Linked DNA regions of Mus musculus: region 1 is linked to region 2. The links are chromatin contacts, called in public Hi-C maps. All regions are on one chromosome and are shown on one strand. The core of a region is the stretch at or near the end of the contact, and the rest is flanking DNA. Distances in the headings are between cores, read along the strand shown. Region 1 has its middle 17 kb from the start of Dnajc27. Region 2 has its middle 25 kb from the start of Pomc.

The links. A called contact is a pair of places that touch in the nucleus more often than the background predicts.
Region 1: a contact with region 2 is called in a Hi-C map of cerebral cortex, with 3 times the contacts expected there. The contact joins two enhancer-like sites. A contact is called at or near these places in 5 of 15 datasets of contacts at CTCF or cohesin (the NIH/3T3 cell line, embryonic stem cells, hippocampal excitatory neurons and 1 more), 229 of 484 Hi-C or Micro-C datasets (the 3T3-L1 cell line, 3T3-L1-derived adipocytes, the 4T1 cell line and 121 more), 18 of 115 datasets of contacts at active chromatin or transcription factors (the HL-1 cell line, the NIH/3T3 cell line, T-cell acute lymphoblastic leukemia and 11 more) and 2 of 9 other capture datasets (embryonic stem cells and embryonic tail).

What each region holds. Positions count from the first base shown.
Region 1 is chr12:4,061,367-4,068,820 of GRCm38.p6, forward strand. No RefSeq gene overlaps it. Among named protein-coding and RNA genes, the nearest start is that of Dnajc27, 17 kb to the right of the region's middle. Within about 2 kb of position 5,550, at least 39 of the 459 cell types and tissues checked have an H3K27ac peak or open chromatin away from gene starts, as enhancers often do. A contact at or near this core is called in cerebral cortex, cortical neurons, germline stem cells and 1 more, where this site is marked.
Region 2 is chr12:3,926,490-3,934,253 of GRCm38.p6, forward strand. It overlaps the pseudogene Gm9088. Among named protein-coding and RNA genes, the nearest start is that of Pomc, 25 kb to the right of the region's middle. Within about 2 kb of position 4,187, at least 27 of the 459 cell types and tissues checked have an H3K27ac peak or open chromatin away from gene starts, as enhancers often do. A contact at or near this core is called in cerebral cortex, cortical neurons, germline stem cells and 1 more, where this site is marked.

The sequences.
Region 1 (7,454 bases), core at 4,300-6,799, 140 kb after region 2:
CAGCCTCACTCCTGGACTTTTAGTCAAATCCTCATGCTTGTGACGCAAGCATGTTACCTACTGGATCATCTCCACAGCCCAAGGCTGTTTTTATTCTTGGGTAGTAGTAGGGACCTAAGGAATAATGTTGGGATATTGCCAATCTACTTTTAGACTTTCAGGGAAATGTTCAATGTATGCATATGTACATATATGATAGATATGAATACTTCTGGATTGTTTGCTTGCTTGCTTGTTTTTTGAGATAGGATTTCTCTGTGTAGCCCTGGCTGTCCTAGAACTCACTCTGTAGTCCAGGCTGGCCTTGAAGTCACAGAGACCATCTTGCCTCTGTCTCCTAAGTACTGGGATTAAAGAGATGTTCCGTCATGCCCAGGCATGCATGCCTAGCCTCACTTGTTCTTACAGAGGACCCAAGTTCGATTCCCAGAAGCAACCCAGCAGTTCACAGCCACCTGTAATTCCGGTTTCAGAAATCCAACATCGTCCTCTGACTTCTGTGGGCACCAGGCATGCACGTGATGCACAGATATCCATGAAAACAAAACATTTATACATACAAAATCAAACAAATACAAAAAACTAGAGTGAAGAGGATTAGATGAAGACATAGGCTTCAACCTCTGGTCTCCATACATGTGCATGCAGGTGCTCACATGTATGAACATGTTCCAGCATATATATACACATGCAAACACACATGTACAACACACACATAGACAAATAAACAAACCAATAGCAGCTAATTGCTGAAAAGAAAACACAAGTGAAGACCTATGCACAACACTTGGCTCATATTTACATTCTCCAGTTGTCCTCAGAATGTCTTTGAGAGCTGTTTTGGTTCTTGGTCAAGTATTCTGTATTTTGTACGGCTGCACTCCTTTTACTTAGAGCCAACTCTTTTGTTTTTATTTCTCTTCCTTCCTTCCTTCCTTCCTTCCTTCCTTCCTTCCTTCCTTTCTTTCTTTCTTTCTTTCTTTCTTTCTTTCTTTCTTTCTTTCTTTCTTTCTTTCTTTTTCCGAGACAGGGTTTCTCTGTGTAGCCCTGGCTGTCCTGGAATTCACTTTGTAGACCAGGCTGGCCTCGAACTCAGAAATCCGCCTGCCTCTGCCTCCCAAGTGCTGGGATCAAAGGTGTGCGCCACCACGCCAGGCTTCTGTTTTGATTTCTTTTTGTTCATCGTGACACTGAAGTTTTAAAGGATTTCAACCAGCTTCTTGCATTCTGGATATTTCTGGTTATTTCCTCATGCTTAGACTGAGATCTCTGAAAAGAGGCCTATGCATGCATCTTTCTTTGAGTCATCTCAGAAGGCAGCCAGTATCAGCTTGTACACACTGCTGAGTTTGGCTTCCTCCTTAGCGCAGTCCCTGGATCTTTCCTTTGTAGAAGTGCAGTTTCTCCCTTTGTGTTTCTCCACAGAGCGGTTCTGAGACTGTGTGAGGAGTGTATCTTTTGGTGGTCATCTTCATCCTTGCTTGAACTGAGGCTGCAAATGATTCTTTCTAATTGACATAGGCAGCATTGTCTCTGAGGAATCGCATCTCACCCCCTGTGCTCTCCCGAAGCCGACTCCTGACTTCTTCCTGCCTCCAAGTGGGTTCCCCACACTCAGCCTGCTGCAGACTGAGCTGTGTGAGTACAGATCTGGACTTGTTCATGCTCTGCTCAAACCCTGCGGGGACACACTATGTGAGTACAGATCTTGTTCACGCTCTGCTCAGACCCTGCGGGGACACACTGGGATCTACAAGCCTGTCCCTGGACCCTGCAATCTGGTTCCTTCCTGCCAGTTCAGGCTTATCTCTCTGTGCACCCCTTAAAGTCTACACCACCAACGCCCATATGCACACCTTCCAACCTCATCTGCCATCTCCTGGCCTTGAGCTTCAGCTCACACATCACCTTCTCTGAGGCCTAGTGAGAACCTGTCTGAGAATGAAGCCCACTTAAGGGCAGAGAAACCCACAGAATTAATGACATTATTTAAACCTCCAAACCCAAACACTTGGGAAATATCTCAAGTCAACAAATGCCAACCTTCTTAACTTTAAAACTGACAGAATCTTAATAAAGATAAGCATTCTAGAACATTCTGTTCTTGGTTAAGCAAGCAAACAGAATTGGGTAAAATTTTTATTTTCATTTGATCTTTTGTTTAAAAAAAATATATATATACATACATATATATGTGTGTGTGTGTGTGTGTGTGTGTGTGTGTGTGTGTGTGTGTGTAGTGGCTATTCCTGGTTGTCAACTTGACTATATTTGGAGTGAACTACAATCCAGAATTGGAAGGCTCACCAGTCATCCTTATCTGGAGGCTTGGAGATAGAAGTTTCTGATCTAGATCTTGGTATGGAGATCTTGAGGCATAGTGGCTATGGATTCCAGAAGATTAAATCTCCAAATTCAAGGTCATTCGGGATTAAAGGTGTGGTGGAACACACCTTTAGTCTGGGCTATACCTTCTGCTGGAGACAATATAAGGACATTGGAAGAAGGGAGTCTTGCTTTTGCTCCTTCGCCTGCTTGCCGTGTGAGACTGAGTAACTGCTAGATCCTTGGACTTCCATTCACAGCTACTACTGAACCATTGTTGGGAATTGGGTTGCAGACTGTAAGTCATCAATAAATTCCTTTACTATATAGAGACTCTCCATAAGTTCTGTGACTCTAGAGAACCCAGACTAATACAATATATGTATGTATATATGTGTATGTGTGTGTATGTGTATATATATATGTGTGTGTGTGTGTGTGTGTGTGTGTGTGTGTGTGTGTGTGTGTAGTGTGTGTATGTGGGGGGGGGTGTGGTGCAGGAAAACGGCTCAATATCTAGAGGTACTTGCTGCTAAGCCTGATAATTTGAGTTCAATATCTGGGGCCCACATTGTGGAAGGAAAAAACTGAACTGGCTCTTCCAAGTTGTCTACATCCCACTATAGCCTGCTTGTGCACTCACATGTATCCACATACATAGGTACATACATACATACATACATACATACATACATACATACATGTAATAAAAAATTTTAAGCTTTTGAGATAGTTTTGCCTTATATCTCAGGCTGGTCTCCATCTAGAGATCTCCCTGCTCCAGCCTCCCTAGTTCTAGGGCTAAGAATGTCTATCGTCACATCTTTACCTGGCTTCTTTCTTGCTCCTTGAGAACCATGCAGAGGCTTGCACCAACATCATCTCTAGAACCCCAAGTTCATCTCCAGCACGCCCCACCTCTACCGAGAACTCTGGTGCCAGCCAGGAAGACAGTACATTTATCTGAGCTGTCCCTTGCATGCCTCAGACAGAGGAGAGAGTATATTCGGGGCCCCATGCTCATCTTCATGACTCCTGTGTCTCTTCCAGATGAGCAAAACAGCCTTAGGCGGCATGCTGGGAATGGCGAAGAGCCAGGATTGTCACCTGTTTCTGTTCCAGCGGTCCATTAAATATTTTTGGTGGGCTGTGATGATGCATGCCTTTAGCATCACCCAGCACTTTGGAGGCAGAGGTAGGAAGATATTTTAATAGTTAAGGAAAAGCCTGGACTATGAGCTACAAGTACATTTCAGAGTAAATCTGACTAAATGAAGACCCTGTCAGAGAGGAAAGTGGGGAGAACATGATTCTGTCCTGCTAGCCCAGCTGAGCATCCTACATGGGAAATTTTTTAGGAGGGGAAATAGCCAAGCTCTTTAAAGAGAGTGGGTTTCATGACTGTAATTTGAATTAGTTTAATTAGATGCTTTTCTCCTAACTATTCGTTGAGAGAAACCGTCCCATGAGAACCAAAGTTGGGAAGTATGGAAGGACAAAGAAGGCACATGCTCTCAAGGTCTGGGGATGTGGTTGTTGCCTCAAATGGAGTGTGTGGAGCACAGAATTCCCTGGGCAGAAGTAAACCTGACAAGGAAACCAGTGCAAAAAGATGGCGTCCAGGCACAGAAAGGTGAGGAACACCGTGACAAACCGCTAGTCTCCTCAAATGTCTGCTTCAGAGATACAAAGATGAAGGTTGTAAGAGCTTTTAGGTCTCTGTGTTGGGGTGAGGAGATGGTCACACCCACCTTCCTCCTCTAGGTCCTCAAAGCTTGGACCTCCATTTTTCAAACAATTGCCACAGGTTTTCATCCCTAGGGAAGAGGCGAAACTCTGCCTCCGAATGATGCAGACATATGGAAGGAAATAAGGAGAATTTATTTCCTCAGACTCTTTCTGGAGTCCACCCTGTAGCCTGGAGTCATAGCTCTACCCTGCAACAGTAGGAAGCCACACCCTTCCAGGTCTTGCAGACACCACCACCACAAGGACCATGACAACCATCACCATAACAACCACCACACTTTTTTTTTTAAAGATAGTATCTCATTGGGGATAGTGGTTCACACCTTTAATCCCAGCACTCTGAAGGCAGAGGCAGACAGATCTGTCTCTGTGAGATCAAGGAGAGCCTGGTCTACAGCTCAAGTTCTAGGGCAGCCAAGGCTACATAGAACAACCCTGTCTCAAGAAACCAAACCAAAGAAAACAAAAGAAAACAAAAAACAAACAAACAAACAACAACAACAACAAATACCAAAACCCACCAACAATAACAAAAAGATAAGGATTCTCATAGCCCACACGGACTAGCCTCAACCCTGCCTAGCCTCAAACCTGCCATACAACTAAGCATGGCTTTGTACCCTCTACTTCCTCAGTGCTGGAACTGCAGGCACCACGCCCAGCTCAGGCAGGGTCCAACCCAGGGCTTCTTGTGTACTAGATAAACACTTTATCAACTAAGCCCCAAACCCAGGCCTATGTTCCCTTTACTCCCAGTTCCGGCGTCGACTGTTAGTTGAAGAAGATGCTGAAGGGGACCGACCTAAGTTTCAAAAACCTGCCCCAAGGCGACCTGGAATGACAAATGATGAATGTGAAGCCCAGGAGAAAGGAGAGCCTCCTTATCGCCTTTGTGCCACAAGGCAGGATTCAGAGCAATCCTGACCGCCTCCTCTGAGCCCCACTTTGATACAATGTGAGCAAAGGGGATGCCAGGGCAGGACCTCACTTCCAGTGTTAAGTAGAGCCAGAGAGCTTAACCAGGGGTGGCGGGGACTCAGAGAACTGAGACGACAGAGAGGAGGGGAATGAAGGCTGGTATGGGTGCTGCAGGCGCTGAACTTGCCCTTTATCTCCTGCCTGTCCCTGGTCCCTGAGGATGTCATTAGCCTAGCAGCTGTTCCACTCAACCCCTTGCTTACTACAGGCACATTCTGGGTCTCTGGATGGCTGCTGCTCCTCCCTCCCTGTATGGCCAGCAGCAGCAGCAGCAGCATCTACATCAGCCTCTGCATCAGCCTCTGCATCAGCAACCAGTGCTGATTCTGGCTTGGTCACTGCTGCTGTCACCGCCCTCAGGCTCCGCAACTCCGAAGCACACAGGTTATGCCAGCTGCTTGAGTTCTTTCCCTGTGAGCTCCCCAGATGTCTCCAGACAGCCAGAGGAAGGCTGAGCCCACATCCCTGACTAATGATCACGCCTTCAAGACTGGAGGCAGCCTGTGACTCAAACTGTGGAGGCTCAGGCAGCAAAGGGAAGAAAGAGTGGGAGGGAGGGAGAGGAGCAGAGGAGGAGAATGAAGCCTGGTGAGGAAGATGAGGAGAGTGAGGGAACCAGAGTGTGCGTGCTTTGCCTCTCTACAGACCGTCTTTACCAAGCCTCTGCTCTACATCAGCCCAGCAGTCCATTTGATATTCCTTTGAAAGGAAGTGTTCACCATGACTATAAAGGTTGTTGTAATTATACAGGTCCTATAATTGGTAACATGGTATCATGCATACCATCCATCCAAATTCAGATTTCTGTCAGATGGGAACTCCTGGGGAAAAAAGGCAAGGATCCTTTTACCACAGAGGTGATTGTGTGTCCCAGCTGTCCTGGTTTAGTTCCAGTCAGGAATCCTAGTTTGTCTGGAAAGGTTATTTTGAGAATTAAGTTCTGTCTTGGCACAGAACAGCATCATGTTGTAGAAGCTATCATTGGGCATCTGCTATAGTTGATAACTGTTTATTGTAGCTGTGTTAGAAAAGTGGCTTTGCTCTGGATGCAGTATATGTAGACATATATATATGCTTATGTGTAAATATATATGTGTATGTGTTAGATACATATATGTATACACATACCTGTATATACATATGTATATGCATATATGTATACATCTCATATACATATATGCATCTCTTATATACATACATGTGTATATGATATATACACATATGAATATATGTGTATGATATACATATGTATATATGTACATATTTATATACACATATATCTTCCTCATAAAAAAATATAAGATATATATGTATGTGTGTGTGTGAGAGAGAGAGAGAGAGAGAGAGAGAGAGAGAGAGAACTGTTACACCCACCACTTGCTGCTATGCTCCCAGTCATGAGGGACTCTCAGCCCTTTGGAACTGTAAGCCCAAATAAACTCTTCCTTCTATAAGTTTCCTTGGTCATAGGGCTTTATCACGACAACAGAAGACTGACTAGTAAACCCCCAGTCCTACCCTGTATCAGGAATGTGTCTTTTCTTAGTGTTTGCTGAGAGGTTAGATGGTCTTCTCTCAGTGGGGAAAAACTCCAGCAGAAAAGCTAAGGAGCTGATTCCAGGATTAAGGGAGGTAGAGAAGTTGCTGATCCACAAGCTTTTCTCCAGTTCAAGGCCCTAAAATGTCCTTTATTTTCTCTTTAGACTGTGGAGCACAAAACATTTAAAAATAACACTCTATATATTGTAATCGCAACAATGCATTTGCAATGTACTACAAAAGAAGATGTAGAGTCACGACAAGAAGCTGGTGTATGCTGCAGAAAATATAGATCTTGAAAACCGTAGGCTAAGCCGGGCGTGGTGGCGCACGCCTTTAATCCAAGCACTCGGGAGGCAGAGGCAGGCAGATTTCTGAGTTCAAGGCCAGCCTGGTCTGCAGAGTGAGTTCCAGGACAGCCAGGGCTATACAGAGAAACCTGTCTCGAAAAAACAATAACAAAAAAGAAAACGATAGGCTAAGTGAAAAGGGCTGACATCAAAAGCACACAGCCTAGGTTCTGTTCCTATGAAACACCCAGAATAGGTGAATCTGCACACACAGGAGGCATATTGGTGCTTCCCGTGGGCTGGGAAAGTGTAGAAGGAAAATGCGAATGACTGTTAGTGGGTGTTTACCGCTCTCGATGGAGTAGAGAATAAGGCAGACTAAAGTCTTATTCAATAGCCAACTTTATTCTGAGCATCAGCCAATTTATACTCTGAGGGTTAAGAGGGTCACATGAGTAAAGCATAGAACCATAAGGGCAAAGTGGACATGGCAAACACGTTTTTCCCTAGAGACATATAAATAAACAACAGCCAGTTGTAATGAGTAATCTGCAGTAAACTCACCCCTATCTG
Region 2 (7,764 bases), core at 2,937-5,436:
GATGAGCACAGCCCATCACACACCTTCTCTGAACTCACCAATCTCTGAAAGCCCTGTTTAAGGCTTTACAGGAGACCTTGAGTGGGAAAGCCCTGCCTCTTCTTCTTCTTTTTTTTTTTTTTTGGGGGGGGGGGGGGGACAGGGTTTCTCTGTGTAGCCCTGGCTGTCCTGGAACTCACTTTGTAGACCAGGCTGGACTCGAACTCAAAAATCCACCTGCCTCTGCCTCCCAAGTGTTGGGATTAAAGGCATGTGCCACCACTGCCCGGCTGCCCTGCCTCTTCTTAACAAACTCAAGGCTTGAGAGCCTCTAGACTCTGTCTGCAGACAAGTTCATCATCTCCCCAGGAGGCCTCAAAGGCCCAATCTGAACCAACCTTGAGCAACAGTCCTTCCTGCCCTGAAGCTCATGGTGCTGTGTGTGTGTGTTGTCCATGGATGGATGAAGGATAAACAGATCTCGGGAGAGCTGTGATAAATACTATGAAGACAATAGAGGAGGCAAGGGGAGTGAGAGGGAAGGGCTGGGATTGATTGAAACTGGAATCTACCCATTTGGCTAGACTGACCAGTGATCTCCAGGAATCAGCTTGTCTCTGTCTCACCAGAGCGAGGGAATATGGGCACCTTCTATCTGCCACATACAGCTTTTCCATGGGTGCTGGGGGTCTAAATGCACACTTGCAAGCACTTGTAGTGAGAATTTGGCTTTCTTAAAAACCCAGTTATGGGGATAGAGAGATGGCTCAGCAGTTAAGAGCACCAGCTGCTCTTCCAGAGGTCCTGAGTTCAATTCCCAGCAACCACATGGTGGCTCACAACCATCTGTAATGGTTCTGATGCCCTCTTCTGGTGTGTCTGAAGAAAGCAACGGTGGTGTACTCATATGCATAAAATAAATACTCATATGCATAAAATAAATAAATATTTTAAAAAGTTATGTTATGTGAATATGTTTCTGTTTTAATCCCAGGTGTGGGATATGGGGCTGCTTCAGATCCTCCGCAGCAGCTGACTATGATTTGTCTCATGCTCTGGCAGGTGCATGATTCTGCCAGCTGAAGATAGTTTGCTTTTGAAATTCTGGGCACTCTTTTTTTTTTTTTTTTTTTTCCGAGACAGGGTTTCTCTGTATAGCCCTGGCTGTCCTGGAACTCACTTTGTAGACCAGGCTGGCCTCGAACTCAGAAATCTGCCTGCCTCTGCCCCCCACCCCCACCCCCACCCCCCCCGAGTGCTGAGATTAAAGGCGTGCGACACCATGCCTGGCTTATTCTGGGCACTCTTGAGAAGGTATAAAGATGCCAGAGCTCTGGACGTGATGGCAGCTGTCCCTCCCTTCGCTGCTTCTTCCTGTTGTGTTTGCTGCTTTAGCTCTCGGCTGTATTGCTGGTTGGAGTTATCCTGATGACACCAGTTGGATTTGCCTCTAGAAACTCAATGCCCCTAACCAGCAGGAAGTAGTATAAAGAGGTCTATGCCTCCTTCCCCTTCTAACCTTTTTTGCCTACCTAATGTTGGTGGGCTAGAAGGGATTGGTGAAGTGGTGCACGCCTTTAATCCCAGCACTTGGGAGGCAGAGACAGGAAGATTTCTGAGTTTGAGGCCAGCCTGGTCTACAGAGTAAGTTCCAGGACAGCCAGGGCTACACAGAGAAACCCTGTCTCCAAAACAAAACAAAACAAAACAAGAACCCAATAAAGTAGCCAAAAAGTATGGTTACAAGCATGTCTCTGAAGATGTCTCCAGCCCCTGCAAGTGCTATTTTATACAAAAGTCAGGGAAATCTGGTAAGATTAACTCTGACTAGACACCTCCAGGAAATTAACCAGACAAGACTAAAGCGAAGGCTGGAGTCCTGGCCACAACAATAAAGTGCTTGGCTAACATGTACCTAGAGCCTGGGCTAGATTCCCAGAACCCTAAGGAAATTCAAAGCTCCTTACAACAAACAACAGTGACACTGCTTGGGGGGGAAGCTAGGCCTGCGAAGGCCTGTGGTGGCAGAGCACACACATGAGCTATGTATCTGTGGGGCTGGCAATAAAGAACCTGCAGGGCTACAGGACTCCAGCAGTCTCTTTGCCTCTTGGTTCTTTTGCTCCGTGAGTTACTGTATGGATCACAAAGGTCGGGAGCCTGATCAGGAAGCTGCTGTAACTATTCACGTGAAAAAGGCTTTGACCCAGGAATCTTAGGAAGTGCTTGCTGGATTGGACTGAGCTGTTTGGTTCAAACCAGTAGAAATCAGAACCTCCTAGCCGCTTCTAGGGCATGAGGGAGAACCCTCCACTAGAAGCAAAAACTTGAACAGGAAAAGCCATCTGAATTCACAGAGAGTTCTGTTGTTTGTCAGGAACCATGGAGTTCAAAGCCAGAAATGCCCACAGGATGATGAATTCCAGATCAGCAGTGATGCCACTCATCTGAGGTCACTTGGCAGCAACTCCATGGATTCTAAAATGAAGGCTTGCTCTACTGATGCACACAACTGTGGCTGTTGTGCTTCTCCAGCCTCTTACACCAACTCTATTTCAATTGTGCCAGTGGTGGCATCCCCTGGGTGGCAGCAGAGGTCTGCTAGTGCTATGCCAGTCAGCAGTCCAGCTCTGCCACATACTCAACCCCAGACCCTACCTTGCTTCCCTGAGCCTCTGAGGCAGCTCTGGTTTCTCGGTACTTGGCAGGCGCCTTGGTCCTTTCACTCACCACTCAGATCAGAAGTCCGTGCTGGCTGAGTGCTGGTGCTTGCATGTGGTGCCTGTTGATATCCTAAGTGTCCATGTCCTGTGGCTCAGTGCTTCCCGTTGTAGGATGCAGCCTACAGCAGTGCATGATTCCTGCAGATTCATATGCAGGGATCACAATGCAGAACAGTAGGCTTATTTATGTGTGTGCCTGAAGGAGTTTATATACACCACGGGCAGGCGTGGGCCACCCGAGGGGCCCAGAGGCTGTTGGACCTGGAACTGGAGTTACAGATGGTTTTTAGCCACCTGACATGGGTGCTGGGAACTGAACCCAGGTCCTGTGCCTTAACCACTGAGTCATCTCTCTAACACTAAGCAATATGTTTTAAGGAAATCTATTTTTCTATATAGGGTTTCTCTGGCCATGTAGTCCTGGCTGTCCTGGAACTTGCTCTGTAAACCAGGCTGGCCCCAAACTCAGAGATGTGCTTGCCCTTGCTTCCTGAGTGCTGGAATTGAAGGTGTGAGCCACCATTGCCTGGCTACCTATAGAAAAATCTTGAAGAAGAGGAAGAGGAAGAGGAGGAAGAGGAGCAAGGACAACAAGAACAGCATCTAGTGTGGTGATGGCTGCACACATCTTTAGCCCTAACTTTTAGAAGGCAGGGGCAGGGGCAGGGGCAGGGGCAGGGGCAGGGGCAGGGGCAGGGGCAGGGGCAGGGGCAGGGGCGGGATGGATTTCTGTGATTTTTGAGGCCAGCCTAGTTTACATAGTAACTTTTAGGTTAGCCAGGGCTACATAGTAAGATGGTGTCTCCACAAAAGAGGAGAAGGAGATAAGGGAGCTGATGAGAGGGCTCAGCAGTTAGGAGTGAGCATTGTGGGTGCAGAGGACCTGAGTTCAGTTCTCAGCTCCAGATCAGGTGGCTCTCAACTGCCTACAATTCCTGCTCCTGGACATGTGACTTCTGGTCTCTGAGGGCAATGACTCTCAGGCACATTCTGTCTGGCACACATAATTAAGAGTAAATTTTAAAATGTTTAAAACTCTTCAGAGGGAAAAGTAAAGCCCGGCGTTGGCACGTGAGCTGCGTCAGTGCCCGGCCTGGCGTTGGCACGTGAGCTGCGTCAGTGCCCGGCCTGGCGTTGGCACGTGAGCTGCGTCAGTGCGGGACCTGGCGTTGGCACGTGAGCTGCGTCAGTGCGGGACCTGGCGTTGGCACGTGAGCTGCGTCAGTGCGGGACCTGGCGTTGGCACGTGAGCTGCGTCAGTGCGGGACCTGGCGTTGGCACGTGAGCTGCGTCAGTGCGGGACCTGGCGTTGGCACGTGAGCTGCGTCAGTGCGGGACCTGGCGTTGGCACGTGAGCTGCGTCAGTGCGGGACCTGGCGTTGGCACGTGAGCTGCGTCAGTGCCGGGCCTGGCGTTGGCATGTGAGCTGCGTCAGTGCTGGGCTTAAACCCAAGAGAAGCAATTAACATTCACACAGGAAACTCAGCACTAATGCTCAGAGCAGTACTGCTCATGACAGCTAAGTGAGGAACAGCTCAGATACATGAATAAGATAGGCCATGCAGTGAAGTTTTATTCAGATACAAAAAAGAATGGGGTGGGTGGGGGTGTAGCTCCATTGGTAGGGTGCGTGCCGAGCGTGCGCCAAACCCTGGGTTCATATCCAGTACAGTGTAAACAGTCATGGTGGGACAGGCATGCAATCCTAGCATTTGGGAGATGAAGACAGGAGGGTCGCAGCTTCAAGGCTAACTTTGGTTCCTTAAGGAGTTCAAGGTCAGCCTGAACTGAATGAGAATCTGTCTCAAAAAAAGATGGAGGGCTGAGCAGACACGGTGACCGGGTGACGCGGTGACACGGGGGTTAAACATTTGCTGCTGTCACGGAGAGAGGACAGGCTCAGTCCCCAGGACCCACATGGTAGCTCACAACTCTCTGTGACTCCAGTTCTAGGGGACCCAACATCCTCCTCTGACCTTTTGAGGGCACCAGTGTGGTACTCAGACGTTCAAGCAGGCAAAACATCCAGACACACTGAATAAATCTTAAAAACAAAACAAACAAATGAATAAAAACCAAAAATTCGTTTTCATCCTCTCTTCAAAATCTTACATTTCTTTTTTCTTTTTTAAAAATTCCTTTATTTACAGTCCAAAATGTAAACAGGATGATTGGTTCTCATTTGTGATACTTCCGGGTCCTGGATCGCATACTGTGGAGACAGGGAAGCAAACACAGAGGCCAGTCCAGCTTGTCAGACTCAAGGGAGAATGTCACATCAACACAGCAGAGGACCTGGTTCCGTCTTGTCTAGATTACATTTCCCACACTGTGAGATCACCACTGGCAGTTTGGGCTTATTGTTGGGGCCTGTGGGAACATTCTCGATCTTCCTCATCACTACAAGTCCGTCAATGATTTTTCCAAACACTACATGCTTTCCATCCAGCCAATCACACTTAGAACATGTGATAAAGAACTGGCAGCCATTTGTACTGGAACCACTGTTTGCCATGGAAAGCAGGCCTGGAGCAGAGTGTCTAAGTTTAAATTTTTCATCCACAAATGGACCCTGGTAAATACTGGCGACTCCAGTGCCATCGCCATTAACAAAATCTCCACCCTGAATCATGAAATCCTTTATGACCCTGTGGAAGGTGCTTCTTTTGTATCCTATCGGAACACCATCTTTTCTGATCTCGGGTGCAGAATTGCCTAAAGTTCTCTGCCGTCTTAGGCACCACGTCTGCAAAGAGCTTGATCATCATTCGACCAACTTCCTGGCCGCCAATGCTAACATCAAAGAAGACCACTGGATTAACTGGACTTGAATTTGCCACTGCCATGGCTTTGACCCAGAAGTCAAATCTTACATTTCTTTATGTATGAATATGTTTGTGTGCGTGTACCATGGCACGTGTGTAGAACAGGGGACAACTTACAGGCATTGACTCTCTCCTTCCATCACATGGGTCAGAGGCTGAACTTAGATTATTGGGTTTAGTGGCAAGCACCTTTAACCTCTGAGCAGATCTCAGTCTCCATGCTGGCCGGCTCATATGCTTTTTACATATTATTTACCACTCTACAACATTGTGTGGATTTTGGTGTTGTTTGTTGGGACTGTTACATTTACTTCTGAGTTTCCGGTGCTGGGGATAGGGTCTGGCAACAAAGTGGCATTAAACCAGCAGAAGCAATGAATGAAAAGCAACAGTTTATTACTCCCCACCCCCTGGTTCACCCACCCCCACCTCCCATCTTCCTTACTGCCCCTGACCCCCCAACTCAGTTGGGTTTTTGGGTTTTTTGGAGAGAATCATTTCTCATGGTTTCTCCTGGTACCTAGCTCAGTTCCCTTAAATAACTTGCTATTGTCCCAACTTTTGTTGTTTAGTTTGTTTTTGAGATAGGCTCTCACTAATTGCTGTGCAGATTAGACCTGAGTACCATCTTCCCTGCCTCTGCCTGCCCAGTGCTGGGACTACAGGCATGTATCACAGCACCTGTGTGCAGTTTTAAAAAATGTATTTTATGCATTTTTACCCCTCTACTGACTTTCCTGGACTCTCCCATTAGGTAATAGGTAATCTTTTACTTCCAAACTGACATTTTACATTTAGTTAAATCATTATGACTATGTAAATATTGTTCACAGCGAAGACAAATTCCCACACTGATTATATTTCTTTCCACACAGCTTTTGCTCTTCCCAGAGCATCTAATTGCCTGTTTCATTCCCCGAAATGCTTATTATTATTATCATAATCCTGATAATTTTCCAGTATTATACCATGTTAGCGATTCTTGGGATTTTTTTTCTCCCATGGTACTTACCACGCTTTGCAACAGTGCATTTACTTGGTTATTTATTTTCTTGTTTGTCTTGTTCACTCATTGGAACATAAGCTTCTAGAGCAAAGCCTGTTGTTTCCAGAACGTTCCCAGCACCTGATACCTGCTCCTTGTTTGACACATAGGACCTGGGGCTGGACAACTAGGAATAAGACTGGCCAGTGCCCACAGAGTGTAATGGCTATTTTTGTTGTTGTTGTTGTTGTCAACTTGACTAAACCTGGAATTAACTAAAACTCCCAAATGAGGCACACCTGTGAGGAATTTTTGCTTAATTTTAAATGGGAAGATTCACTTCTAATGTGAATCTTTGTGGTGGAAAGACACACCTTTAATCCAGATTTTCTGAGATGGGAAGACCTGCCTCTACTCTGGGCCACACCTTCTACTGGAAGCTATATATAAGGACATAGAAGAAGGAAGGTTTTGCTCTTTGATACCCAGTCCATTCCTTCTCTGGCCATTTCTTGTGCATTCAGGCTTGTTCTGATGGCCAGCTGAAGCATCCAACCTTGTGAGCTGAGCAACTACTGGATTCCTGGATTGTCCATTTATAGGCAGCCATTAGTGGGTTAGCAGGACCACAGCTTGTAAGTTACTCTAATAATTCTATAACTTCTGGTACTTGACCAATACAGATATCCTACTATTCTTGCCTCCCCAGTGCTGGAATTAAAAGTCTGGTTGCTGTGCCTAGTTTTTTACCTGGGTGCTAGGGACTGAGCTCGTGCTTGAGTGACAAACACTGACTGACTGAGCTGTTGTTTAAGCACCCCATTTTGCATTTTGAGACCCCACTATGTAGCTAAGATTGGCCTTGAACCCCTGATCTTCCACTCTCCGAGATGATCTGTAGCCATTGTGTGGGCACTGGGACGTGAACCTAGGGCTTCTGCAAGAGCTCAGTACACTGCTGAGCGAGCTACCCCTCCAGCCCTACCACATTTAACGTGTGTGGGTTCCAGGAATCAAACTTAGATCATTAAGCTTGCCTGGGAAGCACTTTACCCACTGACCAGCCCAGCAGGCTCTTTTTGTGTAGGAGACATGCATACAGTCTGAGCTGGCTTTGAACTCTTTACATAGTCACATCCTGGGTTCTGGGATTATAGGTATGTACCACCATATTCCGTTTAAGTGGTGCTGGGAATGAAGTTCAAGGATGTGTGCTTGCTAGCTAGATATGCTGATTGGTATTAATCAACTT